Regions from separate parts of the Sus scrofa genome. Here regions 1, 3 and 4 are each linked to region 2. The links are chromatin contacts, called in public HiChIP or PLAC-seq maps. All regions are on one chromosome and are shown on one strand. Each heading gives the region's core, a stretch centred on a gene start, on an enhancer-like site or on the middle of the called end of the contact. The rest is flanking DNA. Distances are from core to core; before and after follow the strand shown.

Region 1 (2,700 bases), core at 65-2,564, 260 kb after region 2:
CTGCCTACAACACATATTAATTAAGATGCCACTGACAGAGCAAGGACAGCACCTCTTAACAGAGGGCAGCTGAGACCCAGAGGCAATAGCTGGCTATCTGTGCCTGGTTTGATTGCATTTGATTTCAGAATTTGATTTCTGCTTCCTCCTAAAAACCTCATTCCCTCTGTTGGTAGTAAACAAGCCCCTCCTGGTGTTTCCATCAGGCAGCCTCCTTCCTCATCACACTCACGACAAAATGGTTGGTCCTGATTTTGGGATAGAAGCTTGTTTCCCTCATGCATGTCCCTGCAGCTGGTAGGGCACAAAGCTGACCCTCACTAAATACTTGCTGAATGGGTGAATCACGTCCAGTTCCCCAAGATTGGGGATGGGAAGCCTGAACTGCTGGGGACTGGTGGGGTCAGACAGCCTGAGATTATACTTGATCCACAGATAATCCCTCAAATCCAGAAGCCACCTGGACAGTTGGCTGTGCTGAGCTCCATCAACAGCGCATGTTGATGCTGCAGCTGAACTCAGGACGGATTTTCTGGGAGGCAGAGAAGAGTTTCTCAAAAACAATTATTCTAATTATTATTGGGAGTGTGACAAAGGACCATCAATCCTTTGAGGGCAGAATCCATTTGGGGAGATTAATTTTTGGCTCTTCTCTCTCCATTTTTACTTCTAGGTACTTTTCTTATGGGAAATTTCAAAATATAAAGGAAAGTAGAGTAAACAATATAATGAATCCCCAGGTACCCATCACCAAGCTTCAATGATTACCAAAACAAGCCCAATCTTCAGTCATCAATAGCCCAGCCCTTGGAGCAAATTCCACCATCATCTCATTTCCCGCGTAAAGACCCGTAAGGATCGAAATCTACTTCTGACTCATCTGGGGGCACTAGCCGAGGGCTCCCCTTGCTCTCCCTACAGCAGTGCCTGGCATGGCCCCCAGCAGGTTCTGAACCTACGTCTATGAAACTCAAAGCCCGCTGGTGCGGCGCCGGCTCTGCCTCCTCCGCTTCCTCCTCTTCCCGCACAGCGTGGGTCACCTCGGCCTCGTGGCGTTCCTGACACCCCACCGTCAGTCCCCGGTGATGCGCGAGTGAGTGTCTCCGCGCAACGCCACAGAGAGCACAGGAGGCGCCTTCCACTTCCTCTTTCTCCGGCTGACTAACGCTTGGCGACCGCCCCGCGCGTCCCGCTCCCTGGGGGCGTGGCCACAGCCCGAAGGGGCGGGGAAATACCCATATTTGGCCTTATATGGGCAGCCACGTCATAGGCCACACACCCATTCGCTTAAAACCCAGCGCCGCCGGCGGAATCCCCGGCTTCTGGGGCGGCGAGTGGCCGGGCCGGGCGCCGAGCGTAGGGGGCGGGAAAGAAGAGTTGAGCTGCCGCTCCGGCGCCGGGCTCGGTCGGCCGGCCGCAGCCCCGCGGGTTGCCCTCCCGGGCCTCGCTGGCCGGCATCCTGGCCGTCGGCACCTGCGGGGTGCCCGGCGCGCGGCCGCTGGGCGGCGGCATGAAGGTCACGTCGCTCGACGGGCGCCAGCTGCGCAAGATGCTCCGCAAGGAGGCGGCGGCGCGCTGTGTGGTGCTCGACTGCCGGCCCTACCTGGCCTTCGCCGCCTCCAGCGTGCGCGGCTCGCTCAACGTCAACCTCAACTCGGTGGTGCTGCGGAGGGCCCGCGGCGGTGCGGTGTCGGCGCGCTACGTATTGCCCGACGAGGCGGCGCGCGCGCGGCTGCTGCAAGAGGGTGGCGGCGGCGTGGCGGCCGTAGTCGTGCTGGACCAGGGCAGCCGCCACTGGCAGAAGCTGCGCGAAGAGAGTGCCGCGCGCGTCGTGCTCACCTCGCTGCTCGCCTGCCTCCCCGCCGGCCCGCGAGTCTACTTCCTCAAAGGTGAGTGAGCCAGGGCCGCGGATCCCCCGTCACTCTACCTGACTCCTCGCCGGGACGGCCCCGGACTCTGAAGTCGCCTTCTGGCGCCGGCCGCCCTCCTCCACCCTGGAACCCGGGAAGTTCTCCACTGGCGGGAGTCTGCACCCTGGGGCTTGACGTGCTCCGGGGAGGGCACCGCCAATGTCAGCGCTCACGGCTTTCCCCTCCCCACCCGCGTTCCTCGAAAGCGCCTGACGGTCTGCCCGCCGGGGAAGATGGGGTCGCTTACGCAGCTGGGGGCCCGCTGGCTTGTGCTGGGCAGTGGCCCCGTTTCCTGGCGCGGGCTTACCCGCTCTCGCTGGGGCCTATGCTCCGGAGCCGTCCTAATGGACGGACCTGGCGGAATCCGCAGGTCGGGACCACCCCCTCCCCCAGGAGCGTGGCGCCGCGGTGTCCCCTTTCCTCCCTCCTGGACAATTAACCTACGTTAGGCTGTGTCTTCATCGACCCTCTTGCCTTTTGACCCTGGCAGTCCCTCCCCTTCCTTTCCATTTCATTTTATTGCTTTTTATTGTCCCTCAGCTTCCCCTTCTCGCCTCCAGGCTTTTCTCTAGCTCAGTTTGGAGCTGACAGCCTTCCCATCTCTTCCACCTTCTCGTCCCCTTCCTAGACGGGTCGTGGCCCAACCCAGCGACCCTAACGCTGTCTGCCAGCGCGGGGGAGGCTGGCCCAGCGAGCCAGGACCTAGGAGAGGTGCCACAGGGTGGTTGCGAAGGGGGTTGTGTCGCCTTTTATTTGAAACTCTCAAAAGCTGTGTCACCAGTCTGCCCAT
Region 2 (2,754 bases), core at 102-2,601:
ATATCAGCAGTGGGTTACTGTAGTCCAAAATCACACAAGACTTTCCTGAGAGTGTGTGTACTGTTCTACATGGAAGGGGCTTCACAAAGAAATGTACTTTCTCTCCTTTTTTTCCAAAAAGTTTCCATTTCCAGTAAAATTCTTCCTGACGAATGTGTACAAAGCTGTCTCTAAGTAAGGTAGCTGGGTGGCACAAATCCATGGGCAGCATTCATGATGTCTTCTATGTAAATAGTTCCCCTGCAGGAAAACTCCAGGTGGCCTTGCAAGGTGACAATATTTAGAAGGGCTTATTGCAAAGATGTTTTCCAACAAAGTGCAGAAAAGTCTTGCTTCCTGCAACTTATTTTCCTGCTTAGGTGCAGGTAGGGGACTCAGCCTCTTCTCTGGATCTATACTGCAAGCAAAAGCTCTTACTAGGGGCCAGGCAGCATCCTAAGGGCGATTATAATTTAATTAATGCATTATTCTTATCAGAGTTTTCATGGATGGGGACACTTAGGCCAAGAGAGGTTAGAGGACTCATCCAGGCTCACGCAGCCTATACAGAGCAGAGCTGGGACTTGAATCCTTCTCTGTGGCACTTCCCAAGGGCCCTGACTCCCACCACACACCCCAGATCTGGAAAGCATCAATGGTTCCTGTACACCCTAACTGTTAGCTCTGCTGGAGCAGTGAAAACTATGTCAACTTGGGTGGGGCTCTTCAGAGCCAAAAGGTGGAATTCAGCTGCGGTAGAGGTGGGAGGTTCCTGGGCTGCCATTTCTGCCTTTCTGTCAAATAAAAGAGGGCCAGGTGTGGAGGCATCCTACTGTGAGCTTTGCACAGCTGGACTAAGGCTGGGAAAGAGGAGTGTAGATAGAGATGCTTGCATCTCCTCCCCCTTCCTGGAAAATAACATTGCATTTGAAGGGAGACAGAAAGAGTGAGTAAATCTGTAACTGGGATATGGTGGCCTGGGGATTTCATTTGGTCCTGTGAAGGCAGACACCCCGGCCTCTGTGAATGAGTGTGTGGATTGGGGGGAGAAAACTGAGGATTACATATGATGATTTTTTGGACTTTTTTTTTTTTTTAAGTCATAGCAGCTACCATTTATTGGAAACCTACTATGTGTCAGGCATTATTATTTTTATGTAAAGAAAAAATAGCCTAGTCGTTTGTTTTTTTGCAGGTGCTTTCAGAGCCATACGTTCTACACTGTGGTGAGATTTGGGGAGAGGCGGGGAAGTACGCAGGGACTAGCAGGGGGCGGTCCCCGCCGCGCTAGTCTCCACCTTTTATTTTGACCGGTCCGATGGCGACAGGCTCGCACTAGGACCCAGGCGCCAGAGCGCCTCCGTCCGTCCTGTAGGTTCATTCAATCTCCCATACACACAGACCCACTGCGAGACCGACACACACACACACACACACACACACACGCACACACACACACACACACACTCAAACACACAACTGCACGCAGAAGGCTCGGGAAGTCAGGTCGCCTCTTCGCCTCGGCGCTTTAGTTGCTTCAGCCAGCCGGGTCTCCCCTGGGGCCCGGAGCTCGGCCGAGCCGCGCAGCCCCAAAAGAGGACGAGCTTGGCGGACCCCGGTCCCTCCATGGGCAAACGCGGGCGGCCGCGCAAGGAAGCGCGCTGCGAGGGCGCGGGGCTGGCCCCCGCCGCGCCCCCGGCGGTGGCCGCGCCCCAGCCCCCGGCCCAACCAGAGGAGCCCGCGGGGGCCAAGCTCAGGTGCCCCTTCTCGGACATTTTCAACACCAGCGAGAACTCGATGGAGAAGCACATCAACACTTTTCTGCAAAACGTGCAGATTCTGCTCGAGGCCGCCAGCTACCTGGAGCAGATCGAGAAAGAAAACAAAAGTAAGTTTGGGGGCCCCGGCTCCTCCTCGGCGCCTGGCTCTTTCTTCCTCGCCCACTTGGGCAACCCCTGTCGCCTGCTTGGCCCCCTCCCTCCAACACACACATCCAGCCCTCGGCATTAAAGCCGATGACACCGGAGAAAGGACACGCACGCACAAAGCTGCTAAAGATGTAACAAAGACGAGCGGGGGCGGGGGGGGCTGTCGGTGCGTCTGTCTGTCCGTCTCCTCTAGGCTAGGAGGACCGCTGGGCCGAGGAGCCGGGGGAGTGTTGTTGTTTGCTGACAACTGAGCCGAGAGCTCATCTCTTCGAGGTCGCCTTTCTTCCTTTTTTTTTTTTTTTTTTTTTTTTTTCCGGAGCCTTCTCCGGCAGACAAGTGTTGTTTTTCTGAAGCTCGTTCTTGGGTGGGGTGGGGATTAGAAGCCGAAAGTTGGAAACCATAGGCAGAGCTCAGCGGTTCCAGAAAGAAAACACACAGACACACACGACAACGATAACAACAACAACCAAACAGCCCTCCACAGCGTGGGCTCGGGCTGGCACGGCTCTGCTTCTCCCTCCTGTCTACTTTGCTTTTTCCTCTCCTCTCGCAGCAGGGCTGGGCTCACGCCATCGCGTCCACGGATACAGTCCCCCTGCGCCTCTGTTGCCCTGGGGTGTACCCCCCAAAGAAACAGGCCGGTAAAGCCAGGCAGAGCCAGCAGCTTGCCCCGGACCCGCCATCCTACGCCCGGGAAACTCGACGAGGGGGAGGCAGCTAGAAGGAAACTTTGGGATCTCTCAGGAAACAATAGTTGGGGAAGAAGGTGTGGGCTGCTATGTGCGGTTTCTTTATTTTCCGGGAGACGGCTCCCTAGTGAGCGCGTTGGGCGAGGAAGGCAAGTGCC
Region 3 (2,700 bases), core at 103-2,602, 330 kb after region 2:
TGAGTACTTTCTAGGAATGAGTTACTAAAGAAACAGCAGAAACGAGATAAACCCTTTCTCTCTTGGATTTATATTGTAGTAGAGACAGAATAAATAATACAAGAATGTTAATTCTCAAATCACCTTTTATATTTTATTTTTATATATTAGTTTTCCACTAATCTTTATTTTTTTCTGCCTGTATAAGTTATATAAACCAATTGGATAAGATTCATTTAGTATGTCTAAATAAGTAAAACTCTCATCACTGTAAAGAACATCATAAATGTTTGGTCACCATGCTTTCATCTATATACCTCTATAATTTAGGTAAATAGAATAGCCTTATGCATTGTTTCTGCAATTCTAAACATGAAAATGGTTTTATCCTCATTTTATAGGTTAGTAAAGAAGACTTAAAACTTCAATATCAATGTGTCTATGATCCCAGAGTTAGAAATCAACAGTATAGAGATGCTAATCCAGTAAATAGGGCTGGAACTGCCCAAGGGCAGTGGGAGGGGTGGTGAGGAGGGACCAACTTGGTTGGCAAGTAACTTCACAGTGGCCCAATTTCTAATCAAATGGTTTTTTCCCTAGGATTGATATACATCAGCTACACCAACGGTTGCCACTGGCGCCTCTTAGCTTTCAGACTGTTAAAAAAAAAAAGCGGGGTTGGGGGGAACTTTTAATCTTATCTAAATCTTGTTGCTGCAGTTGTCCAATCTGCCTAGATTTATAGCAAATAAAGCAGTAACAGCTCCGGAGGTATTAACCATGACATTATTACAACTAATTTTCCAGCGCCAAGTTTACATGGGGCTGTCCTGCGAGTGGACAGTCTAGAGCCATTGAGAGCCGTTCTAAATTTATAAAAGTCCCCGAGTAAGAGAGAATAATGGAACAGCCGGAATTCAGCTCGCCGAACACCGTCCCGCCCCCGATCCTGCATTCAGCAGGTTTGGGGGAATGGCACGACCCGCGCGCGGCGTTGGTTGGGGGGGGACGGGAGTGGTGTCGTCCCATTTTTATACAGTCGGAGACCACGTGACCTCCGCCCCGCACCGCTACTGGCCCTCCGCCTCTAGCTCTCGGCTTTGGCGCCGAACCTTTCCCCCCTTCTGGCCGCAACCATTATCTCTGAGCTCGGAGGAAATACGGGCCAACCACACGATCGAGGCTTTTCTGAATGAAACTTCCGACAATTTCTCCAGAAAAGTTCAGCTAAAAATTGAGGGATCAAGTGAAATACACCTGAAGACATCGTAGAAGGTTCCTTTTGCCAAAAAGAAAGAACGGACCTAACCCTGATTCCCCCTACGCTCCGTGGGGGTCGCGAGGGTGGTTCCGTCCGAGGCGCGGACTCCGCCTCCGCGGGCGCCGCCATTTTGTTTGGCTGGAGGGGAGCGAGCGGCGCTCTGGGGGGAGGGGTCTCCTAGGCTCCTCACCAGACCCCGCGCCCTCGCTGTTGCTTTTTGCGGCGGAGGCCGTCTCCCCGGCTAGGAGCGCCCGGAACCATGTACATAAAGCAGGTGAGGTCTATGTGTCCCTCCTTTCCCCTGCCACGGGCTCGTGAGGACCGCTCTTTGAGGCGAGGATGTCGCGGCCTTTCACATCTCCCCGCAGGGTGGACGCGGGGCTGGACAGGGAGTGTGGGGGAGGGGAGAGGGCCGACCCACTAGCGCAGGGCCGCGGAGAAGTGGGGCTCCTCCCTGCAGCCCCGGCGGCCCTGCAGGGCGCTCGCCTGAGGGGGGCGGGCTCGGGGAGAGGGGTGGAGGGGCTGGCGGGGCTGTCTTGTTGGAGGCACTAGGTCTTCCCGGGTGGGCCGGGGCGGGAGAGGCCCGGGACGGGAAGAGGCTTCGTCCTGCTGCCCTGGGCAGCTCCGCGAGGGCGTTTAGTGTGTGGTGGTGGTGGTGGTGGTGGGGTCTCCCCAGTCCGGGGGCGCCTCTGGGGGTGTCAGCCTAACTGGGGGTTTGCTCCTCCCCGACTTAGCCAAGGAGTGAGAAGGCTCCTCCTTCCTGCACGGTGCGTAGTGCCTCCTCATTCCGTTGTTTACTTCTGTCAAAATGGTCTTCCCGCGCTGGAGTCCACCGCAAAGATGGACCCATTCACGCTCTGCGAGAAGTTTCTCTTGTCGGATGTGTTGGCCTCAGAGCAGCGGTTCCACGAAAGGGATGCTCATTCTGGCTGGGCCGGAGTGTGGCTGGCAGGGACGCCCAGAAAAGCTGGGGCCGGTCTGCAAGTTTGATGTGCTTTTACTACAGCCTTGTAATGCTTAGTGTTCCTACGGACCTTGGGCTTGATTTTGAGAATTTCCTAACAGGTTATTAATTATCGCTCCTAAAAAAGCAACATTGGCAGTGGTTACTGATTTTTTTTTTAAATCACCGTTTTTCCAAAATGAGTTTTTCTTCTCTGAAATGGAAACTTTATTATCTTGCATTAAATGAGAAACCAGGACGGAAAGGTGTGCAAAAAGGTGTTAGTTTAGAGATTATTCCTGGAGTTCCCGTGGTGACTCAGTGGTTAACTAATCCGACTAGGAACCATGAGGTTGCGGTTCGATCCCTGGCCTTGCTTAGTGGCTTAAGAATCTGGCGTCGCCGTGAGCTGTGAGCTGTGGTGTAGGTTGCAGACGCGGCACGGATCCTGCGTTGCTGTGGCTCTGGCTTGGGCCGGCAGCTACAGCTCCGATTCAACCCCTACCTAGCCTGGGAA
Region 4 (2,853 bases), core at 318-2,817, 280 kb before region 2:
TACATTGAATGGCACTCAAATTCTGCCAGGAGGGGAGGTACCTGGGGCAAATAGCCTCCCATCTCTCAGCCTTTCAGTGGCCTCTTGTGTGAGGTAAGGAGACTCTATCAGCAAATGCTGAAAGACCCTTGTGCCCCTAAAATGTTGGGATTCCGTGAGCCCATCAAAGACCAACTAGGTCCTCAAAGGCTACTTCTCAGCCTAGGCCCTAACTCATTATCCACTTGTGGTACCCCATTTCCAGCAGCCCTATTCCCATGCAGGTTAGCCGCACCTCAAACACCCTTCCACAGGGCTGGGCAGGTTCTCTACTCATCCCTAACACGCTCTGCGGAAGCCAAGGCCAGGTCAAGTTTGGCCTGAGATCTGTCAGCTCACAAACACAAGCACAAGCCACGGCCTGTGTTCAGCAAGTGAGCCGGGCCATGCTGCCAAGTTTCAACTGGTCAGAGGATGGCTGACCCCATGTAGATTGCCAGGGAATTTGGTTTCTGGCCATTGGGAATTCTCAACATATCTCTCAGTTTGTTAGCTGCTCTGATAAGTACACCTTGATTGTAGGGGAAGACTAGGCTGAAACCTATTCAATGTGAGACCAGCGGATTATCCTTCTCACCTCCCTGCATCCAGGGAGTACCCAGGGCAGGTTACTGGTAGGATGATATCAAAGTATTCCCTTACACGACCTCTGAAACCACTTGGGTAGGGAAGGGCCCGTGGTGGCCTATCCTTGTAGTGGTGACAGATCAGCAAGTCGAACTGCAGGTGTCACATTGTCACGGTTGTACTTTGAAGATTAGATTCTCAGGATAGAGGGGCGAGGGCGAGGTCGAGGGCTCGCCCACCTCCCCGGCCCCGGGAGAAGCCAGAAGGGGTCAATTTCCTCCTATAGCGGGGCCTTCTAGCCTAGCCGAGGAAGGGGCGGCGATGGCCACAGCTCCCTCCGGCCGAGCGCTGCACCTCCGCACACACTCTCGTGCGAGGACGCGGTTCGGGCTGCCCAGGGCTGCCAGAGGCCCCACCGGAAACGAACCGGAACTTGCCCGGCTGCAAGGCTCCCTCCCCTTGCCTTGGCTCGAGGGGCTCCGGCCATCCCTGGCCGGCGCCCGACTGCAGTGGGCTGCCTGCAGCGCCTCACCCGCTTGTCCCTGCCCTGCGGAGTGCAACAGGCGCGCCCGGGCCCCGGGGGCCGCGCGATGCCCGGACGCCGGCTCCCCGGCACATTCCCCTCACCTTACTCGCGGTGCCTTTCTGGAGGCTGCCATTCGGCGGTGACGTGCCCAGGCTCACGTCAGAGGAGCGCAGACCAGCTGATCACCGGTGGGCCTGCGGAAGGAAAGGAGGGGGGCGCGCGCGCCGAGCCGGCCACGCCCCCCTCTGTGGCGTGCGCCGGCGCCGCGGCCCCGCCCACCTTCAGGCCCCGCCCGCCGCTGGGGACGTATCTGCATTCCCACCGCAACCCGCATGGCTTCTTTCCCTTCGGCGAGTTAGGGGATGGAAGCCGTGCAGCGTCGGGTTATTGCTGTTCATTTTTCTCGCCATTCCCCAAAGAGGTAAAAGAAGGGCTCTGTCTGCTGAAGGGATTAAGGCGCGATGAAATTCCCTTCAGGGATTTTCCAGCCTTTAGGAGGAGGACGTGATCAGTTATGGAAGTAGTACCTCAGCGCGGTCTCACTTCCTGAGGCGTTAGCATTTCTCCTAAATCACTCATACAGGCAAAATCCAGCTGCTCACAACACTTGGATAGCTAATAGGCACCTCAAACTTGACATGTATGAATGGCGCTGGTGCCCACCCCCACCCCCCACAACCAACGCACCAAAACAAAGCAAAACCTTGCTCTACCAAGCAATCAGCGACTAGATCTTGGAGTCATCCCTGCCTCCTCTTTCACACTCCACATCCTGTCTTAGAAAATCGTTTTGGCCGCGTCTTCAAGACTGATCTAACCACTTCTCACTACCTGTCCCCCTTGTCCCACCTCTAGGTCTGCATCGCTACTGCCTTGCCCTTGTGATTGATTCCACTGACTTCCCTAATGCCTTGGGCACCCACAAGGTCTAGCCTAAACACAGCAGCCAGGTCAATTCTTTGAAGTCTGAAATCATGCCCCTGATCTACTTAGCACTTTCTGATGGTTCCTCATTTCACTCAGGCTAAAAGCTCTGCTTGCTTTGCCCCTAACCATTTCCTTCTGTTTCCACACTGTTCACTCTGTCGCAATGAACCTGATCTCCTTGCTATCCTTGATAAAGCCAGGCATCCTTATGCCCCAGGGCCTTTGGACTTGTTCTTCCCCAAATACCCAAGCTCCCTTCCTTACCTTTTCCTCACTTTGCCTTCAAATCTTTGCTCAAGTATTACCTTTTCAATGGACCCACCCTGATCACCCTATTTAAATCTGTAAACAGCCCCCAAGGTGGCTAATCCTCTTACACTGCTGTTTTTTTCAATAGCACTTATTACCTTTTAACATGATAAAGAATGTATTTATGTGTGTTGTATTCTGCCCCCCACCTTACACACACACACACACGTGCACATGTGCCATTGTCATTAGTATAGTATAGTAATATAAACTGTGTTTTTTAATGATGAGCAAAACCTGACCTGTAGTAAGTGCTCATTACATATTTTTTTGCATGAGTGAATGTTCTCAGAATGTGCAGTACTTAAGGGTAGGAACGCTGGCTCTCTTGTTCATTTTTATGACCCTGGTGCTTAGAGCAGCATCTGGCACTGAGTCAGCGCTTCAGATATATTTGCTAAATGACAGTGACCATCTTTTTAAAGCCATCTACTCGTCTTGCTTTGACCTTGGGGAAGGCCTTATACACCTGTATCAAGTAGGTT

The links. HiChIP or PLAC-seq counts read pairs in DNA pulled down with a chosen protein or histone mark.
Region 1: a contact with region 2 is called in an H3K27ac HiChIP or PLAC-seq map of alveolar macrophages. The contact joins the promoter of DUSP5 here to the promoter of MXI1 in region 2. A contact is called at or near these places in 1 of 47 Hi-C or Micro-C datasets (heart right ventricle) and 1 of 2 datasets of contacts at active chromatin or transcription factors (alveolar macrophages).
Region 3: a contact with region 2 is called in an H3K27ac HiChIP or PLAC-seq map of skeletal muscle. The contact joins the promoter of SMC3 here to the promoter of MXI1 in region 2. A contact is called at or near these places in 2 of 5 promoter capture datasets (fetal skeletal muscle and liver), 2 of 47 Hi-C or Micro-C datasets (alveolar macrophages and skeletal muscle) and 2 of 2 datasets of contacts at active chromatin or transcription factors (alveolar macrophages and skeletal muscle).
Region 4: a contact with region 2 is called in an H3K27ac HiChIP or PLAC-seq map of skeletal muscle. The contact joins the promoter of XPNPEP1 here to the promoter of MXI1 in region 2. A contact is called at or near these places in 1 of 47 Hi-C or Micro-C datasets (liver) and 2 of 2 datasets of contacts at active chromatin or transcription factors (alveolar macrophages and skeletal muscle).

The regions. Positions count from the first base shown.
Region 1 is chr14:120,905,026-120,907,725 of Sscrofa11.1, forward strand. DUSP5 (dual specificity protein phosphatase 5) reads left to right here and starts at 1,315. Exons shown (of 4, transcript XM_003359366.4): 1 at 1,315-1,889. The coding sequence starts at 1,511. It overlaps LOC110256730 (a long non-coding RNA gene), which reads right to left and starts at 1,241. Exons shown (of 4, transcript XR_002338641.1): 1 at 1-1,241.
Region 2 is chr14:120,642,340-120,645,093 of Sscrofa11.1, forward strand. It overlaps MXI1 (max-interacting protein 1), which reads left to right and starts at 1,352. Exons shown (of 6, transcript XM_003133181.6): 1 at 1,352-1,867. The coding sequence starts at 1,606.
Region 3 is chr14:120,968,277-120,970,976 of Sscrofa11.1, forward strand. SMC3 (structural maintenance of chromosomes protein 3) reads left to right here and starts at 1,353. Exons shown (of 29, transcript XM_005671452.3): 1 at 1,353-1,514. The coding sequence starts at 1,500.
Region 4 is chr14:120,366,428-120,369,280 of Sscrofa11.1, forward strand. XPNPEP1 (xaa-Pro aminopeptidase 1) reads right to left here and starts at 1,568. Exons shown (of 21, transcript XM_003133180.6): 1 at 1,234-1,568. The coding sequence starts at 1,265.